Regions from separate parts of the Pan troglodytes genome. Here regions 1 and 2 are each linked to region 3. Evidence: chromatin contacts called from public Hi-C and HiChIP or PLAC-seq data. All regions are on one chromosome and are shown on one strand. Each heading gives the region's core, a stretch centred on a gene start, on an enhancer-like site or on the middle of the called end of the contact. The rest is flanking DNA. Distances are from core to core; before and after follow the strand shown. Region 1 holds the start of RASGRF2 (Ras protein specific guanine nucleotide releasing factor 2). Region 2 holds the start of SSBP2 (single stranded DNA binding protein 2). Region 3 holds the start of ZCCHC9 (zinc finger CCHC-type containing 9).

Region 1 (2,790 bases), core at 261-2,760, 350 kb before region 3:
CAACTGGCAGTACAAGACAGGTGTATTGTCGTAGACTCATCACCCAGAAAAGCATTATTATTTACTTTTAACAATAAACATTTTATGATGGCACTCCGTTTTAGTGATAAATGACTGGGGAGAATAAAAAATGTGTATAGCAGAATCAAATATAGGCCCTCCCCGGGGGTTTCACTGGCTTTCTCTCACAGCTGCTGGCTACATTATTTCTTTTCCACTTACATTTTACAGCATGGGGTTGGGGCGGGGGGTGGCTCTTGGTTTTCTGGTTGTACCTGTCAGATTTGTTAATCAAATGAATCCAGTCCTACAAACGATGAGCCTGTGACAGCTGGCCTTTGGGGATGGATTCTGCCCTGGGCAGCAAAGTGTCCCTTATTTGGGTATTTTTTTCCAGGTTGAAAACTCGGCACTTAAAATTTAGCATCTTACCACTGTGAAATAACAGGCATTCCGAAAGAACCTTCGGCATCTGATGCCTTTCCGGGAACACTTGGGCCACTCTCCTTAACCTTTACCGGCAGTTTTAAATACTACAATGCAGGTACAAGCAGAAAAGCCAAGGATGCGGGCTATGCAAAGCCACTCTGTGACTCTACCTACTGCCATGGGAACGTACTTATGGATGTGGCATGTGAGTGTGTGTGTATGTGTGAGTGGGTTTGTGAAAGTGTGTGGATTCGTGCGAATACGTGTGAGTGCTTTGTGTGTGTGTATTTTTGGATGAATTTGTGAATGTACATATGTGTGTTCATCTGTGTGTGTTTGATTATCTGCTTATGAGTCTGTATGATTGTGAACGTGTGAGTATATGTGTGCTGTTTGTGTGACTGTATGAGTGTAAATGTGTGTATGAATGTATGTTTGAATGTGGGTTTGAGTGAATGTGTGGGTTGTGTGTGAATGTGTGTGTAAGTGAGCATATCACTGCGTGCATGTGTATAGTTCCTTAAGTGTGTATCTGAATGTGGGTTTTATTTTTGTGCGCGGGAACGCACATTGTGGGTGTATTTGTCTATATGTATTTGTGCGTTGTGACTGTGTGTTGAGTGTGAGCGTTGTGAGAATGTGTATTTGTGTGTCATGAGTGTGTGCGCGTGTGTTTTTGTGCATATGTGCGCGCATTGTGTTTGTGTGCATTTGTGAGTGTATTTTTGTGCGTCTGAGTGTGTGCATTGTGGATCTGGGTGAATGTACTGGTCTGCGTGTGTGTGGGTGTGCGTGTGTGTGTGCGCGCGTTGTGCGCGAGTGTGCGAGCGCGTGTGAGCGGGTGTGTGGTGCGGCCGGGCGCCTCCACCTCGCTGATCCGCCCCATCCCGGCGGGCGCCCGAGCAGAGGCAGCGGCCCGGGCCGGGGCGGGCGAGGGAGGGACGCGCGCCGGGGCAAGCGGGCTGCGCCACCGCCGGCGCCGCGCCGACTTTGCCCTTTAAATCGGTCTCCAAGCCGATTACAGCTGAGCTCCCACGTGACGTTTTACCTTCTGTCTCCCGGAGCGCGTTGCCCGAGGACAGTCCTTCCCCGGCTGCCGCCCCAGCCCGCCGCGGGGGCTCGGCTCCCGCAACTTTGGGCGAAGCGGCGGCCGGCTCGGGCGCCCTCGCGGGGCCGCGCTCCACGCGGGCGTCGGGGGCTTGGGGGGCTCCGGGGGCTCGGCCGGGAGGGTGGCGGTCAGGGCGGAGAGCGTGCCTCGGCCCCAGCCCGCGCCCCTGCCACCGCGCGCCGCCGCCTCCCGAAAGCGGGCGGGGTGCCCTGCGCGCGGCGTGGGGAAAGGGGGCGCCCTTCGCCGGCCGGGACCTGAGCGGTCGCGCCCTCGAGGGAGCCGGCTGGGCCATGGCCGCGAGGCAGGGGTGAGACGGGCGGCCACCCGTGAGCCCTCCGCACCCGCACCATGCAGAAGAGCGTGCGCTACAACGAGGGGCACGCCCTGTACCTGGCCTTTCTGGCGCGCAAGGAGGGCACCAAGCGCGGCTTCCTGAGTAAGAAGACGGCCGAGGCGAGCCGCTGGCACGAGAAGTGGTTCGCCCTCTACCAGAATGTGCTCTTCTACTTCGAGGGCGAGCAGAGCTGCCGCCCGGCGGGCATGTACCTCCTGGAGGGCTGCAGCTGCGAACGAACGCCCGCGCCACCCAGGGCCGGCGCCGGGCCGGGAGGCGTCCGAGACGCGCTAGACAAGCAGGTACCGCGCGCCTTCTCTCCGCGGTCTCCCAGCCTTGATCGCCGCACTCCCTTGCCGTCCTAACCCGGGGATCAGGGGTCGGGGGTCGTGAAAGAGTGCGGGGACTATGCTCCGAAATCCCCCCGCGGCACCAGTGGCGGGACATCTCCACGCGCCTTCCGATCTTCATCCAGGGATTCTCCCATTTCCATACCCCTCCACCCCACTGCCAAGTGATCAGTCAGAATAGTGGCCCGACTTGCTTTCATTACCCTGGTAGAGGTCGAGTCGTTTCAGCTTCTCTGCCAACCATCTATTGCTTCTCTAGACCTGGCTCGCCAGATTTTTGTCTGGTGACATGTATTGACACCTGTTGGGTGTAGATTGGCAAGACGGAACTAACTTATTTGGAAAAGTTTGATTTCTGCCATACCCGGCTGGCGCGTGTAGATTTCTTTGCCTGCAGATGTTTGACCACTGGTTGGGCTGAGAACAAGCGGGGCTCCCAAGCCGGACAGACACTTTCTGTTGGTCATTTTCAATCAGTCTTTGTGATTTCGGTCAGTTGGCCTTGCTAACATTTGACCTGCTGGGTCTAATTATGAAGGTAAATGTGTATTCATATTCCTCAGGATTAA
Region 2 (2,840 bases), core at 336-2,835, 440 kb after region 3:
CGGCGTCTCCGGCGCCCACCCGCCCCCACCCCAGCCCCAGCCCCAGCCCCAGCCCCAGCCCCGCGGCGCGCGGGGGACTGCGGGCGCCGCGTCCGTAGCTTGCCCAGGAAAGCCCGGACGCCCAACCCGCACACGCCCTCCGCGCCCCGCGCGCGTCTCCGCGCCCCGCGGGGCCCCGCTCGGCCGCTCCACGCCCGGCTTCCGCCCGCCGCGCGCCCGGCACCGCCGCCCTCGCCTCGCCCCGCGCTCGCGGCCCTGAGCCCCAGCGCCCAGGCCCCCGCCGCCGCGCTCCCCGCGCTGCCCGCCCCGACCCCGGCCGGCCCGCCAAACACCCACATTCCCACTGCGCGCCTTCCTCCACGCAGCTGCCCCTCCCGCCACCCCCGGCGGCTCTCCAGGTCCCCGGAGCCCCGGACCCCAGCTCTAAAGTTACTTTGGAAGGTGAACCCGCGGGTTATTTCCCTCAATCACCCAAACAAGTTTCCATCCTCGCCACCAGCACCACCGCCGCCCCTCAACACACCCGCTCCCTCCCGCCGACAGCCCCCTGCGGCCGCCCGCCCAGCGCCCGCACCTCCCGGGAAAGCGCAGCTCCCCGCACCACACGCCCCCATCGCGGCACCCCTCCCCCTGCCAGCCCACCCCCGGCGCTCCCCGGGCGGAGAGTGTCTGTGTCTCCCAGAGTGTGCGAGTGCGTGCGTGAGTGTGCGCGCGTGTGAAGGCGGAGGTGGGTGAGAAGCGGAGACACTTACTTCTCCCGGGCCTGGCTGTCGGACGGGACGGCGCTGCTGTTACTCTTGCCTTTGCCGTACATGCTTGTGCCGAGAGCAGCTCCCACTGTCACGCACCTGTCAACCCATCACAGCCTCCCCGGGAACAGCCCCGTCCCCATGGCGACCCACGCAGCCACCCCCACTATTGGCCGCCCCACGCCAAAGCTCCGCCCCCTTCGCCCAGGCAACGCGCGAGACTGACAGGCCTCCCCCTCCCTCCGGCCTTCCGAAGCGCGCGGTGGCGGCTAAGCCTCAGCGGCAGTCTCCTCCCTCCTTCCCTCCCTCCCCGACTCCCTCCCTCCCGCCTTCCCTCTCCGCTCTCCTCCCTCCACCCGCTCTCCTTCCCCCTCCCCCCTCCGAACCCGGGCGCAAGGGGGGAATTAGAAACTGCTCTAGAAGGATTTTAAACAACTGGCTGTTCTCTCCGTCGCCACCCCTCCCCCCGCGCCGCCCGCGCTCAGCTCCTCACTGGAGAGAAGGCGCCGGGAGGAGGAGAAACTGCGGCCTGGAGTCTCCGGCCGGAGCCGGCGGAGCTGGAGCCGTGGCGGCCCCAGACTTCGGGGCGCCCGCTGAGTCCACAGACAGAGCCACGGCCTCAGCCGCCCTGGGGCCCCCACCAGCCCCTCTCCCGCTCCTCTCCTATGCGTGACCCCGCGCCGGTACCCACGATTGATTTCTGCGGTCCTCAGCCCTACTCCCTGGGGTGTCGCCCCCGCCCTGTTCCCAGAGGGCCGGCTGGCGAGGGACACCCGCGCTGTTCCCTCGACCTTCTGGCTGAGCGACCGACAGCGACTCGCCTTCTCTCCTGGGGAAAGGCTGCACCTCCGGCCCTCGGCGCCGCTGCGGTGGCGGCGCCCGGGGCCGCGCCCTGCGCCCCAGGGGAGCACCCGGCCTGGGGTCGGCCTCCTCTGTAAGAGGTGAGCGGACCTCCCGAGGAGGCCCGGTGACTCCTGCGGCCGCAGCGGCCCCTGCCCCAACCCCTCCTTGCACGGAGCCCCGCGGCGCCCTGGACACCCCGCCAGATCTGCCGCAGAAGAGGGCCCCAGGCTTCCCCACCCGGCCTGGTTTAACAGTTTGGGTCAGTGATGCCTATTCATCCTGACCCCTGGAGTGGAAAAGGCCAGAAAAGGTCTTGAAAGACTTCCCTGTCCTTGCCCGTTAGAATAGGCCCCAGCGCGCTCCAAGGTGTACAAAGCTGTGCCAGGGCTGAAAGGCTGCCCGAGAATGTTTCTATATCCAAATCCCTAATCCCATTTCAGTAAACGCGCAAAAGTTTGAGAAACACACACAATCTGGTTCCCGGTAGAACTCTGCATCCTTTATCTTATTGAAGTCCTTGACTGTAAAATCAGACGGGTGCAAATGGGGTCAGAAAGAAGATGGGCTTCACACGGGGAAGAAGGGGACAGATGGGGTGGGACAGGGCGACATCTGGAAAGGATGAATAGAAAAGAAGCTATGGGAGGAGAGGGAAATAGGATTCGCGTGGAGGAAGGTACCGTTCTATTCCACACACATACAGCTTTAAGCATTTAGTAGGAGGATCATAAAATGCATATGGAGATATACAGACAGATGGAAAGGAAAGAAATGGGTGTGAGCATTGACAGAAGTGATAGGAATAAAACATCAACAGAAGATTAAGGAAGGGCAGTTAGCAAAAGTGAGAGGTCGAGAATCAAAAACGCGGTTGGCAACCAAACATAAAGACGGGAAAATGAAGAGGAAGGACTTTCTATACTGGTGTTAACGACAAGGAAAAAAACATGAGGAAAGTGAGGTATAAAAAGATGAGAAGACTAGAAGATACAGGATTAAATGAAGAAGCCATAGAGTGTGATAGCAAAAGATTAAAAGTAATAGAGGACAGACATTATCGTTAAAAAAAAGATATAAGAAAAAAAGCACTTTTACTAAAAGAACAAAAATTAAGCCAATAAAGGAAATGAGGGGGGGAAAGTGGGGGAAAAAAATACACTGGCTTAAGTAGATTAATTTCCAAGAGATGTAATTTGCCATTTCTGACTTAAGAATTCTTCTGTCTGTTTCTAATGACCTACAGTTATT
Region 3 (2,868 bases), core at 141-2,640:
TACAAAATCTAGCCGGGCGCGGTGGCGGGCGCCTGTAATCTCAGCTACTTGGGCGGCTGAGGCAGAAGAATCGCTTGAACCCGGGAGGCAGAGGTTGCAGTGAGCCGAGATCGCGCCATTGCACTCCAGCCTGGGCGACAAGAGCCAAACTACTTCTCAAAAAACAAAACAAAACAAAACAAAAAAACAAATACGAAGTGAGCACCAAGGATGTACCAGGCAACGAGGATACAATAAACTTACACAATTATTGTGTAATTACAAATGTGAACCGTGTCATAAGAAAGTATAGACTGCCGTGAGCACACAGTAGGGGATTGGTCTAGTATGGGGGTAGGGGGCTGGAAGGCTTTCTTGAGAATAAAATACTTAAAGCCTTGAAGGGTGAGTAGAAAGTAACTGGAAGAAGAAAAGGAGTACCATACAAAGAAAATAGCAAATGTAAAGGCCTGGAGATGGCAAGGTACACACGGCATTTGAGAAATTGAAAAAATGATCCTATGCACGGAGCTCAAAGGAGAGATTGAGCAAGGTGAGGCTAGGGAAGTAGGCAGGGACTTCATAAGGAGTTCGAATTTCATCCTAAAAACAATGGGAAGCGAAGGGAGAGTTTAAAGCAGTACAGCAGTACTGCTTTAAATGTAATGATTTACATTTTCAAAAGTTCCGTTCCTACGACACGGAAAATGGATTTCAGGGAGCTGGGGCAGAATGAATCCCCAGACCAGTTGTAGAACTACAGGTACAATATGGGACAAGGGAGGAGGTGCCAACAGAGATAAAAAGAAGTGGACAAATATTCAAAAGGTTAAATGGACTGAGCCAACTGTTGAGAGTAGTGGTCCTGGTAAATTGCATTTTTTCACTAGGCACAGCTGGTGGTGGTATCCATTTGCAAGAAGCTACAGAAAATGAGCCGTTTAGAAATCCAGGGTTTTCCTCTTAAAAAGAGAACTTGTTTGGCTACAAAGTGTAACATTTTAATTGAATGCTCAACGAGCACTGAAGGGGGGACATGAGGCACTGCCACTCACCCAAGAGAGCCCCCAAATGTCCTTTTCAGACTTTTATCACAGTGACCCACTCCCACCGCGCCTTTACCTTGCCTCTGCCTGGAATGTCCTTAACTCCCTCCTGCCGGCAATTTCACCAGATTTTTGATTTCTTATCCAGTTTCACGGGAAGCCTTTCCGGCATCTCCCACCCTACCGATCTTCCCGTCTATCTCGCCCGCTACACTGTGAGTTCAGACAGCACGGATTGAACTCTTCATCTTTTCGTGTCGGCGTCCTGCACAGCGCCCTCCCATCACTAAGCGCGCCACAAACTCAGCCCAGTCTTGACGCCCACGAGTCGCTCGTAAAGACCATCTGTGACGCCGGAAGTGACGCGCTCTCGGGCACTATGTGCTTCCGGTCTCCCATACCGCAGGAGGGCGGTCTTCCCCGGGTCGCCAACTCGGCTGCTCTGGGGGATTCGTGCGCGGTAAGAAGCTGCGCTGTATCGCGGTGAGGTGAGGTTCTCAGCCACGAAAGCTGCAGGGTCTCGTCGTTCGTTCCCTCTGGCCTGGCGGAACTTGTGTGGGAAGCTGGGAGGACAAAAGGCTTAGCCGCTGGGTCCCTGAGCTGGCTGGAGCGCGGGCTGTCTAGGTGCGGCGGCCTCAGCTGTTGGGCTCCGGCTGCTGGGGGCTGTGCGTCCAGCCGCCCTGGAATCCGCCTGTGGGTGGGCCGCTTGGCTCTCCCACTTCACCCTCTTGATAACCCAGAGCCTCCCCCTTCCCACGTACGTAGGGGAAGGATAATCTACTTCCTTTTGAACAGCTTCGGTCCCCACTATGACAGTCGCATAAACTTCAGCGAAGAGTGCGCTGGTAAAGTGGCATGGAGTTTCTCACACCAATTCATTGGGTCCACCCTTCAGCTTCTGTGGAAGGGATCTTTCTGTTACTAGGAGCTGAGACTTGGGGGGCTGCGAGGGATGCTGGTCTTAAAAGGTGATAACTTAGGCCGGGCGCGGTGGCTCACGCCTGTAATCCCAGCACTTTGGGAGGTCGAGGCGGGCAGATCTCCTGAGCTCAGGAGTTCGAGACCACCCTGGGCAACATGGTGAAACCCCTTCTCTACTAAAATACAAAAAATTAGCTGGGCGTGGTGGCACGCGCCTGTAATCCCAGCTATTCGGGAGGCTGAGGCCCGAGAATCGCTTGAGCCCCGGCGGCAGAGGTTGCAGTGAGCCAAGATCGCCCACTGCACTCCAGGTTGGGCTACAGAGTGAGACTCCGTCTCAGCAACGACCACAACAACAACAAAAAAGGTGGTGGCTTAATACAGCCATGCTTCCCTTAAGAACTGGTATAGTTATGAGAAATGGTTGGGCCGTTTCGTGGTTGTGTGAACATCATAGTGTACTTGCACAAACCTACACACCTGGGCCGTATGGGATAGCCTGTTACTCCTAGTCTACAGACCTGTACAGTATGACTACTAAATACTGTAGGCAGTTGTAAAAGGATGGTGTGTATCTAAACACAGAAAAGATACTGTAAAAATATGGTATAAAAGAAAGCATGGTACACCTGAATAGGGCACTTACGCATGGAGCTTGCAGGGCTGTCGGTAGCTATTGAGTGAGTCAGTGAGTGGTATGTGAGTGTGAAGGCCTACGATATTATTTAGGGTATTACTGTACACTACTGTAGACTTTATAAATGCGGTATGCTTAGTCTAAGTTTATTAAAAATGTTTAAGGTAATAACCTTAGCTTACTGTGCTTTTTTAACTTTATAAACTTTTAAATTAATTTTAACTTCTTGACCTTTTCTTTTCTTTCTTTTTTTTTTTTTTTTTTTTTTTGAGACGGAGTTTATTC

What was found. A called contact is a pair of places that touch in the nucleus more often than the background predicts. HiChIP or PLAC-seq counts read pairs in DNA pulled down with a chosen protein or histone mark.
Region 1: a Hi-C map of stem cell-derived neural progenitor cells shows a contact between it and region 3, with 4 times the contacts expected there. The contact joins the promoter of RASGRF2 here to the promoter of ZCCHC9 in region 3. A contact is called at or near these places in 1 of 7 Hi-C or Micro-C datasets (stem cell-derived neural progenitor cells) and 1 of 1 datasets of contacts at active chromatin or transcription factors (stem cell-derived excitatory neurons).
Region 2: an H3K4me3 HiChIP or PLAC-seq map of stem cell-derived excitatory neurons shows a contact between it and region 3, with 3 times the contacts expected there. The contact joins the promoter of SSBP2 here to the promoter of ZCCHC9 in region 3. A contact is called at or near these places in 1 of 7 Hi-C or Micro-C datasets (stem cell-derived neural progenitor cells) and 1 of 1 datasets of contacts at active chromatin or transcription factors (stem cell-derived excitatory neurons).

Annotation. Positions count from the first base shown.
Region 1 is chr4:35,099,594-35,102,383 of NHGRI_mPanTro3-v2.0_pri, reverse strand. RASGRF2 (Ras protein specific guanine nucleotide releasing factor 2) reads left to right here and starts at 1,510. Exons shown (of 27, transcript XM_517672.9): 1 at 1,510-2,173. The coding sequence starts at 1,886. LOC104006395 (a long non-coding RNA gene) reads right to left here and starts at 2,483. Exons shown (of 4, transcript XR_010156897.1): 1 at 2,425-2,483.
Region 2 is chr4:34,307,480-34,310,319 of NHGRI_mPanTro3-v2.0_pri, reverse strand. SSBP2 (single stranded DNA binding protein 2) reads right to left here and starts at 1,585. Exons shown (of 16, transcript XM_063810341.1): 1 at 1,441-1,585.
Region 3 is chr4:34,749,861-34,752,728 of NHGRI_mPanTro3-v2.0_pri, reverse strand. ZCCHC9 (zinc finger CCHC-type containing 9) reads left to right here and starts at 1,390. Exons shown (of 6, transcript XM_001149795.7): 1 at 1,390-1,513.